2 separate regions of the Ovis aries genome follow, and region 2 is linked to region 1. Evidence: chromatin contacts called from public Hi-C data. All regions are on one chromosome and are shown on one strand. The core of a region is the stretch at or near the end of the contact, and the rest is flanking DNA. Distances in the headings are between cores, read along the strand shown. Region 1 overlaps WDR7 (WD repeat domain 7). Region 2 holds the start of ONECUT2 (one cut homeobox 2).

Evidence for each region. Hi-C and Micro-C count contacts between places; a contact is called where the count stands out from the background.
Region 2: a Hi-C map of hypothalamus shows a contact between it and region 1, with 2.8 times the contacts expected there. The contact joins the promoter of ONECUT2 here to the enhancer-like site in region 1. A contact is called at or near these places in 2 of 16 Hi-C or Micro-C datasets (hypothalamus and tail adipose tissue).

Annotation. Positions count from the first base shown.
Region 1 is chr23:56,518,915-56,523,367 of ARS-UI_Ramb_v3.0, reverse strand. All of the region lies in intron 20 of WDR7 (WD repeat domain 7), which reads right to left. Among named protein-coding and RNA genes, the nearest start is that of WDR7, 200 kb to the right of the region's middle. Within about 2 kb of position 2,542, at least 11 of the 54 cell types and tissues checked have an H3K27ac peak or open chromatin away from gene starts, as enhancers often do. A contact at or near this core is called in hypothalamus, where this site is marked.
Region 2 is chr23:57,024,545-57,028,997 of ARS-UI_Ramb_v3.0, reverse strand. ONECUT2 (one cut homeobox 2) reads right to left here and starts at 2,675. Exons shown (of 2, transcript XM_004020671.6): 1 at 1,230-2,675. The coding sequence starts at 2,481.

The DNA of each region.
Region 1 (4,453 bases), core at 1,293-3,792:
AGCCCATTGTTCTATACATTAAATCAATACAATGAAGGGCCCACAGAGCAGTATGGCAACTAAGAAAGTAGCAACAGGGACTTCAGAATACTTTTAGATAATTATTTTGTCTTTGTGGAGACAAAAATATTTCTTAGTTATTCTATACTACTGCAGGAAAGGCAAGGGGGTGAGAATAGGGAGGGTTTAAGGGGCACCAAACACCAGAGGTCTTCATACAGCAACCTGAAGAACTTTAATGTTAGGCTAACGGAACGCTGTTGACCAGTTTCTGTATAAGCTGGTGTCATGAGATTCATGGTCAGAGAGATCATGATAACAGTAGCATGGAGGTGATGGTGGTGGCTGAGTCGCTAAGTTGTGTCCGAATCACTGTGACCCCATGGGCTGCAGCCTGCCAGGCTCCTCTGTCCGAGTGGGTTGCTGTTTCCTTCTCCTCAGGAATTTCCTGACCCAGGGACCAAACCCAGGTCTCTCTTGCATTACAGGCGGTCTCCTGTATTGCAAGTGGACTCTTTACCGACTGAGCCAGCAGGGAAGCCCCAGGATGGGAAAGTAGACTGGGAGGTAAAAGAAGATTGGTGTCAAGTAGAACCAAAAGATGGCTGATGCAATGATCAAGTGGAGGACAGTGAGCATCGGAATTCACAATTCATCCCTTCAGTTAATCATTCATCATATAAGAATGGGGGATCTAGTGTATGCATGGCATTATGCAAATATGAACTAACAAATTCATATGGGAAGAACTAAGATAAATGAATAGGCATAAGAAAAGCGAAGTCCCCATCCCCACTGAACTTAAAGGCGACTAAACAGAATTAGAAACGTTAACGGTGACAAAACCAGTAGGAACTTCATGGTCTAAGAGAACAGTATGTGTAAGAACCTAAAGCATACAGGAATTTGCTTATTTCTACTGCAAGAATAGGTAACTGGGCTGGAACGCTGGAAGTCGCGAAGGGAAGGGTGAAAAATGAGGGCAAATCACAGCTGACTCTACTGGTCATATTCCCATTGTTCAGTCCTTTGAACAATGGAACTTAGGGTTTTAGAAAACCATTCTGAGTGTGTATGAAGAATGCTGGATATGAGGCGATCAATAAAGAGGGTATTGCAGAAATGAAAGCCACAGGTTAAGGTTGGTTTGCTGTTGAGATGTCAGATAGGAGATGCAGAGAAGTGGATGGCTTCTAGATCCATGGTGAGCTCTGGGTAGCTGATAGAAAACACTGCAGAAAGATATCAGATATCATGCTCTGAATTCTTTTAAAAATCCAAATTAACTGAAACAAAAGTAAAACAAAATTTTTTAAGCCCTTGCAAGAGAGATAGGTCTGCTCTTTCTAGAAATTAAACAACAACAACAACAACAACACAACACCTAGAACACAAAGCTTCTTAGAAAACTTAAATTCCATTTATTTAGCTCTGCTGAAGGCAGAATAGGATGTGGGCTGAATCTAAGAAATGGAAATGGCAAGTCAGTATAAAGAATTTAAGAGTCCCACAGGAATCATTGAGTAAGAAAGTGGCATTAAAGTACTTAAGGAAAAAAGGGGGATTAGTTATTAAGGGGTAACATCAAAGAATAGTTTTTGTTTATTTGGAGTCCAAGAAAAGTTTGGGGCATATGAGAACACAAAAGATTTGTTCCTGTCATTGTTATAGTTTCTTAGCTTCTGCACGTTACATACATTTTACTGTTTGTTTGCCTGTTTTTTTTCTTTTTCCCCAAAAAAAGTTAATTTAGGAAATTTGCCAATCTTATATATCTCTGTCTTACATATGAGACAACAGAGAACAGATTTATCTTTAAAACTATTCTAATTCTTTCACATAAAATTTTAGTTATTTCCCTAATTTGCTTTATTTTGTTTGGTGTATTTCAACTCACACACAGGTTGCTTTATAACATTCCCCAATGTTACAAACTTATAACTTCTAAAGCCATGTTAAGTCATATTTCATGAATTAACATTTTTTATAAAAAGTCTCAATTAAAAGGTTTAGAAATATTTTTGTAACATAGCTATGTCTTCTAATCAGATACCGTAGTACGCACTTAGGTTTCTTCATGGGTCTTTTTTCTGATTTTTTTTTAAGACAAAGAGGAAATGTTAGTAAAAGTATTAGCATGCGCATGTGAGTACAGATTCAAAGTATGACTGATCTGCGATAGTTTATACTAACCAAAGGGGGAAGACACCCTAAAAGCTCAACCACACTAAACAGGAAGAGAAATCAATAATCCCAGCCTCTGCTGTTTAGAAGGATGAAAATGGACCCTAATTCCAGACAAAGTGATATGTAATAGTTTGATCATCTATACCTCAGTACATGCAATTAAAGCCAACTTTATTTCTGGGGAAGAACAGACAGGAGGAGTAAGAGCTGGGTGCCACGGCCTCTGGATTCCAGGAGCACGTATTTTATTCTTTGCATAGTCTTCTGGAAACAGGAAGCCAACCAAGCTCCCCTCCCCCCGTGTCTCGGCGAGAGCATGCTCCGTAACAATAGTTCAAAGGAAAGCTCTATTCTGCAGTTGCACTGATTGTTCTGTCAGCTGACCTCTGCAGAAGGGAATTGCTAACCGCTGCCTGGCTCCTCAGCTGACAAATGAATGATCGCGGCTCCATCTATTTTCACTATGGCTGCCTCTAGCCCAGGTGCTCAGACAGAGAGCCCGGTGTGACATCTTAGATCAAGATGAATTGGCACAAACTCCTGATCCAAGATTGTTTTATACCATTTAATTTAGTTTCTTCCCCTGCCTGGATGAGCACAGCTCTGGTTATGGATTTCTATTCTAATGTACTGAAGCAGGGCCTGAAAGAAGCCAATGAAGCAGCTGCCGGAGCAGGGGGCTGCGGGGATACTGATCAATAGGCAAGGCATTGACCCCAGCCGGTCAGCCTCCGCAGCGGCCGCGGCTCCGAGGGGGCGGGGGCGCGGGGCACACATGGGCGGCTTCCATAGGAAATGAAACAACAGGGGCATTTGGAGAGCTCCACCTCCACCCCGGGCCCCCACCTTCGCTAGGTTCCTTTTGTTTAATTACCTCAATCTTGTCCTAACTCTCACTCGTCCCAGAAGGAATTAATACTTTGGGGAAGTTTTACTAATGTTCTTTCAAACTGCCCTGGGTAGATTTTATTCTTTAGCTAGCAGCAAGAATCGTAACAGGTGCCCTCTGCTAAGTGGCCAAAATAGGAAATCTTAATTAGCTGTCAAGTACCCTACTTGGTGTAATTTAAAGTTTGGCATCCGCACAGGCTCATAAGAATGCTGTCCAACTGGCTGTGAACACTACTGATGCTGAAATTCCATGGTATTTAATTTTTATCAGCACTCAGATCTGAAAAGATGATAGCTCTTTGTTAACACTGACAGAAGTCAGGACAAGAGAAGGATCCCCTAAAAGAGACACTGACTGATTAGTAAATGTCTAAGGTGATAGAGGCCCATCCCCGCTACTATTCTAACACCCACCTAACAATTTCTGATTCTTTAATTTTTTTTCATATTTGGAAACATTGAAAATCACTAGCTTTGCCTGTGTTCTCTCCTAAATAATACAAGATATACACAATTAACTGCAATGTTTTCCTACAAATAGACAACCAAATGGGACATTCTGAGATGTTAAAAAATAAAATAATTCTGGAAAAGTAGATCTTCCTACAGTTTCATTTGTCTCATGAAAATTTGGTGTTTTTTCACAGAGACATGGCTCCATTTAATCATGCTAAAGGGTGACATGGAGATCCATTTTCTTGACAGGACGGTTGATCACCCTATCACAGTAAGAAAATTAATACCTTCAACTAGCCCTGTGTGGAGAACAGAAGCTACATGCAATGGGAAAGGACATCAATGTTCTATATTTGAAGCTGCAAACAGAATACTTGTTCTGTGTGAAAATAATGTTTCCTTATTATTGGGTGGCTTTAAACAAAATATAAGCCTTTGATTTTATTAAAACAACCGTTTAATTCATACAGTGTTCCTAAAAGGAAATAACTGTGTTTAGATTTAGCATAATTGACTCTAGATTTTCAGGAACAGGAGTAAACCCTTTACTTACAGCTTAACTAGAACACAGGTAAAATATTTGAGGAGTTTAAGCTATTTAAAGGGCTGTGAGATATTGATTGCTTCATTTAAAAAGCAGTCAGAGAGTGCAACCGAGAGGTCAAGATAAATTTAAGAGTTTGAAGCACTTTACTAAATAACTCTAAAGATCATGTTAATTGGCTTTGTGCAGTTTCAGGGTAAAATTAATTTTATCCTAGCTTACAATAAAAGGATTAAAAGACATATTAAGTTCTTCAGTTTTAACTGGAATAGGAATCAATGGATTTGAATTAAGGCTAACGGCGGTTTTATGAGAGATGGCCTACCAGCAGACACTTTATAACTGCTATTAGCCATATATTGATGGGGCGCTATT
Region 2 (4,453 bases), core at 1,426-3,925, 510 kb before region 1:
GCGCACCCGCCACGCACACCGCGCCGGGGCACAAAAGCGCGCACCCGGGTGCCAGCCGCAGCCCGGGCTGCGCCTTTCTCTCGGCTCCCGCCGCCCACACGGGAGGTTTCTGCTCTCCTAGAACAATAGAGGGCTGTACCTCGCGGCTCGGCCGCTAGAGGAGGCACAGAGAGCCCAAGCCGGCCCCAGAACAATGTAACCGGCGCGTCCACCCGTCCCCTCCCGCCGGCCGCCGGCCCTCCCCGTCGCCGAGCCCAGCGCTCCATCCGCGTCCGCTTAATGCAAAGGTGGAGCCGGGAGCCCAGCGCCCAAGAGGCGTTAACTAACCTGCATCTTAATTTCTCAGCACCCTCTTTCCGCGAGCTCCCAGCCTCGTCCCCACGGTCCAGCCACACCTCGGCACATCGCGGCCAACGCTGGGAGCCGGGCAAAGGGCGGCCGGCCAGTAAGGCAGGACGCTTCCCGCTCCGAGTTTCCCCTCTCCTGTCCTCCCAGAGCGGTGAATGTGGCAGTCCCAACCTCACTGTGGGCAGGGACACGGGCGCTGGCCCCAGCCCGCTCTTTCCATCACAAAGTCCCCGCGCCGAGGTCAAGGCCGGAGACCGGCTCCGGAAGCGCGGTTGTATCCCGGCCACCCCCCCCCCAACCCCCCGGTTCTCCGCTTGGGCAAGGCTGTGCTTCCTGTCAGTGACCGAATAAGTTTGCCCAACACGGTGGGGAGAAAGACAGCAGAGAGAGCTCTTCCTCCTCTAAAGCCCACTACCTCTCGCCACCAATTGCCTCTATATAGGGAGACCAGGCAGCTGGCAGAAGTACAATGTATTGTCTGAACAAGAGTTCAAGTGCACAGGGTTCTGAATAAAGGCAACCCCGCCGTCCCCGGGAGTCTGGGAAAGAGAGGGCTCCTAGTGGACACCGCACACACTCTTCGCGCCTCCCACAACTGGGGAAGGTCCGAAAGAGAGGGCAGAGTTGTTGGCACGGTGAGCAGAGTGTGAACAAAACAGGGACGGGGGTCGCTCAAGAAGCTCGGGAGACAGGGAAGTGAGAAGAGAGAGAGTAAGGGAGAACAGAGAAAAGAGGAGGGCAAGGAAACGGAGACGGAATGAAGTAGAGAACAAATGGCAAGCGTGGAGGGAGAGGGGCAGGGGACCGGAGGGGAGGCTCAGTGCCCGCACCCGGGACCAGAGCCGCCGGCAGCCCGACTCCAGACGGCCCTCTGCGCTTACCTGCCAGGCGTAAGGCGGACATGCGCTGGAACTCGGGCTCCTGCAGCCACTTCCACATCCTGCGGAAGGTCTCCCTGCCAGATTTGAGTTTACTCCACGGTTTGGGGTTCCGGAGCAGGTCGGAGAGAGTCCCCTGAGACCGGCACAACACCCTCTGCGCGAAGATCGCCTGTGGGATGCTGTAGCGCTTCAGCTCGGCGGTGATGCGCTGGGCCACCTCTTTGGTGTTGATTTCCTCCAGCTGGCCGGAGGTGGCCACCTGCGACCCCGAAGACGACGAGGGTGGCCTCTCGCGACTGGGCGCCAGCACCGGCCCGTGGGACTGAGCGTGGCCCGGGTGGTGCAGGCCGTTGAGGTGCGACATCATGGCCGCGGGCGGGGTGCCCAGGCCGCGGGACAGGTGCTGGTCGCCGCGGGTCAGCATGGCAGTGTGGTGCGCGTCGAAGTTGGGGCTGAGCATCTTGTCGGGGCCTGGGGGCCCATAGTTGGGCAGGCTCTGCTGCGCGTTGTGGAGGCCGCCCAGCCCGTTGCCCAGCGGGGTGGCGGCCAGCGGGGACAGGCTCTGGCCCATGCCCGGCATCTCCTTGTAGGGGCTGTAGAGGTTGTTCATGGTCGGGAGCCCGCGCTCGTCGCGCAGGAGCGTGAAGCTGCCGCTGACGTTGCCCGAGAGGCGCTGCTGGTGGTGGTGGTGGTGGTGGTGGTGCGGGTGGTGGTGGTGCGGGTGGTGGAACTTGTCCGACACGGTGGAGATGGGCGGCAGCGGCTGCAGCGGCGTCAGCGTGGTGTAGGTGTTGCTCATGCCCATGCCGGGCGGGGACGAGTCGCAGGACATGCTCATGGCGTGGTGGAGCGGGATGGACAGCTCGGGCCGGTAGTCGCCGCCGTCCAGGATCGAGGCCATGCTAGTGACCATGGCCGAGCGCGACGCCGCCGCGGCCGCGGCCGCGGCCGCCGTGCCCAGCTCCTGGTGCGCCGCTGGCGGCGGCGGCGGCGGGGGCGGCGGCGGAGGGCCCCGCAGCGAGCCGGCGGCGCCGCGGCCCGCGTGGTGGGGGCTGGGGCTGGCCAGCAGCTCCGGCTCATGGCCCGGGCCTCCGCCGCCGCCCCCGCCGCCCCCGCCGCCGCCGCCCCCGCCACTGCCGCCGCCGGCCGGCCCGTGCAAAGTGCCCAGACTTTCCATTGTCAGCTCTGGGTTCATGGCGCAGCCTTCTAGGTCTTTGGTGAGGCATCGATAGGCGGTGTAGGCAGCCTTCATTCAGTCCATCGGGGCCCGGGAGCGGCGGCGGCGGCGGCGGGAGCGGCCGGCGGGCTGGCGAGGCGCGCGTGGCGGAGCTCAGCTGCGGGCGGCGACGGAGGGCTCGGGAGAGCGTGTGTGTGTGTGTGTGTGTGTGTGTGTGAGTGCGCAGGGGAGCGCGCGTGCGGGTGTGCGCCCCGGGCTGCGGGCGGGCGCGCCCGGGGCGGGGGCGGGCGGGGCGCGCGTGCGGGAGGCGAGCGGGCGCGGGAGGGTCACCGGGCCCCGCCGCGCTGCCTCGCCATGTCCGAGCCCGCTCCGGCGCCGCCGTCCTCCGTCTGCGCGAGCGGGAGCTGTCCAGAAGGGCTCTGCCGCTCGCCGGGGCGGCCAACCTAACCCGCCCGGGCCCGGGGCGGGGCAGTGTCCGATGGGCGTCCCGGGCAGCCACTCGGCGGCCGCGGCTTCCCCCGGGGGGACGGGCCTCCTGCGCGTCTCGACCAATGGCTGCGGAGGGGGCGGGGCCGCGCGGTTCAGGTTTGGCTGACGGCTCTGTGCCTCTTTTTTTTTCCTCCTTGGCCGCTGGAACCAAACGTCAAGGGGAGGGACGGAAGGGAGGGGAGGGTGGTGCGGAGAGAGAGGCGAGAGTGCGGGCGAGGGGGAGAAATCACGGTGGAGATGCCGCTCTGTGTCTCTTCCGAGCTGCCATGACCCGGTCTAAAGGGCTTTGCTTCACGCCAAAGCTTTTCTCGCGGCCAGTAAGCCATCTGCGTACGGCTGTTAAACGCAAACTCACATCTAACAAGCCACTACCCGAGGGTCACTAGCTGGGAGCCAGTAATGCAGCTTTTTAAAAAACGCAGTTGCCAATGTATTGTAATGCACGGTAAATCCCCGAGACTGGGGAGTGCATAGTCTACGGGGCGAAGGGAACAACCGGCGCCCTTTCCGCCCCGGAGCGGGCCGCTGTGATGCATGCAAAGTTAACACGATCACATCATTTAATTACCCGGCGAGCCCATAAATCTCTTAGTTATGAGCCTTCAGAAGGGCCCTGCTAGATTGCAAAACAAAACTGGAACACCAGGAGCTGCGGTTTCAAGGTGACCATATGCTGGCTGCGGGAGCGAGTTGGAAAGGAGTGGGTAGGGAGGTGGGGTGGAGAGGCTGGGGCTGGGGGCCGTGTACAGTAGGCTTGTTGCCGGTGCCTTTAGCGAGCAAACTTCGGGGTGCAGGGAGTGTGTAAACCGTCCGGGAGATTACCGATCTTTACACACACACACACACGTCCCTCAAATCCTAGGAGAGGGACGCCCGGGGTTACGGCTGTGGGTAGAAGACCTGGAGCCCAGATCTGCATATCCAAGCCTTGTTTTTGAAAAGAACAGAGCCCTGGTCAGATCCAGAACGCTCGCAAGTCGCAGCTTTGAAAAGTGCACCTTCACGTACCCAGGATTTCCGTTGTTGACTAACCCCCGTCGGCGACTGGGAGTGGAGCGCGCGTAGAGAGAAGGGGCAGATTTCTGCGGCCCGGGGTTGGGTTGGAGGGCTGATAGAAGGCCGAGAGCCGCTCGGCACGGAAAGCCTTAAAAGTAACTGCTTCTTCCAAAGCAGGTTGCGCTGTTTGCCTCCGAAGATTCAAGCTAGCTGAGGTTGCGCAGATGTTGCCTTTGTTTAAAGAGACAGTAATTAAGGACAGGGTGGACATAAGTTTGAGAAGCGTGACCTATTTTCTTTTGATCAGCTGTCAAAAGAAGAGCAGGGGGTCTCCTTAAGACAGCCCCCTCCAACCACTTCCAGCTGTTAGAGAAAACTTGATAAGAAAACAAGAACACAGTCTGGAACACTGTATGCCTTCCTGGCGCTAGAGAAAGGTTTTATTCATTTGGAAAACAGTTTTTAGTCTCAGTCACCTTTTATGGCTGCCCTCCTCTCTATTCTAAATACAGAGCCACCCCCCCCCCCCCCCCCATCATCCCGTCACATGAATGTTCGGTGA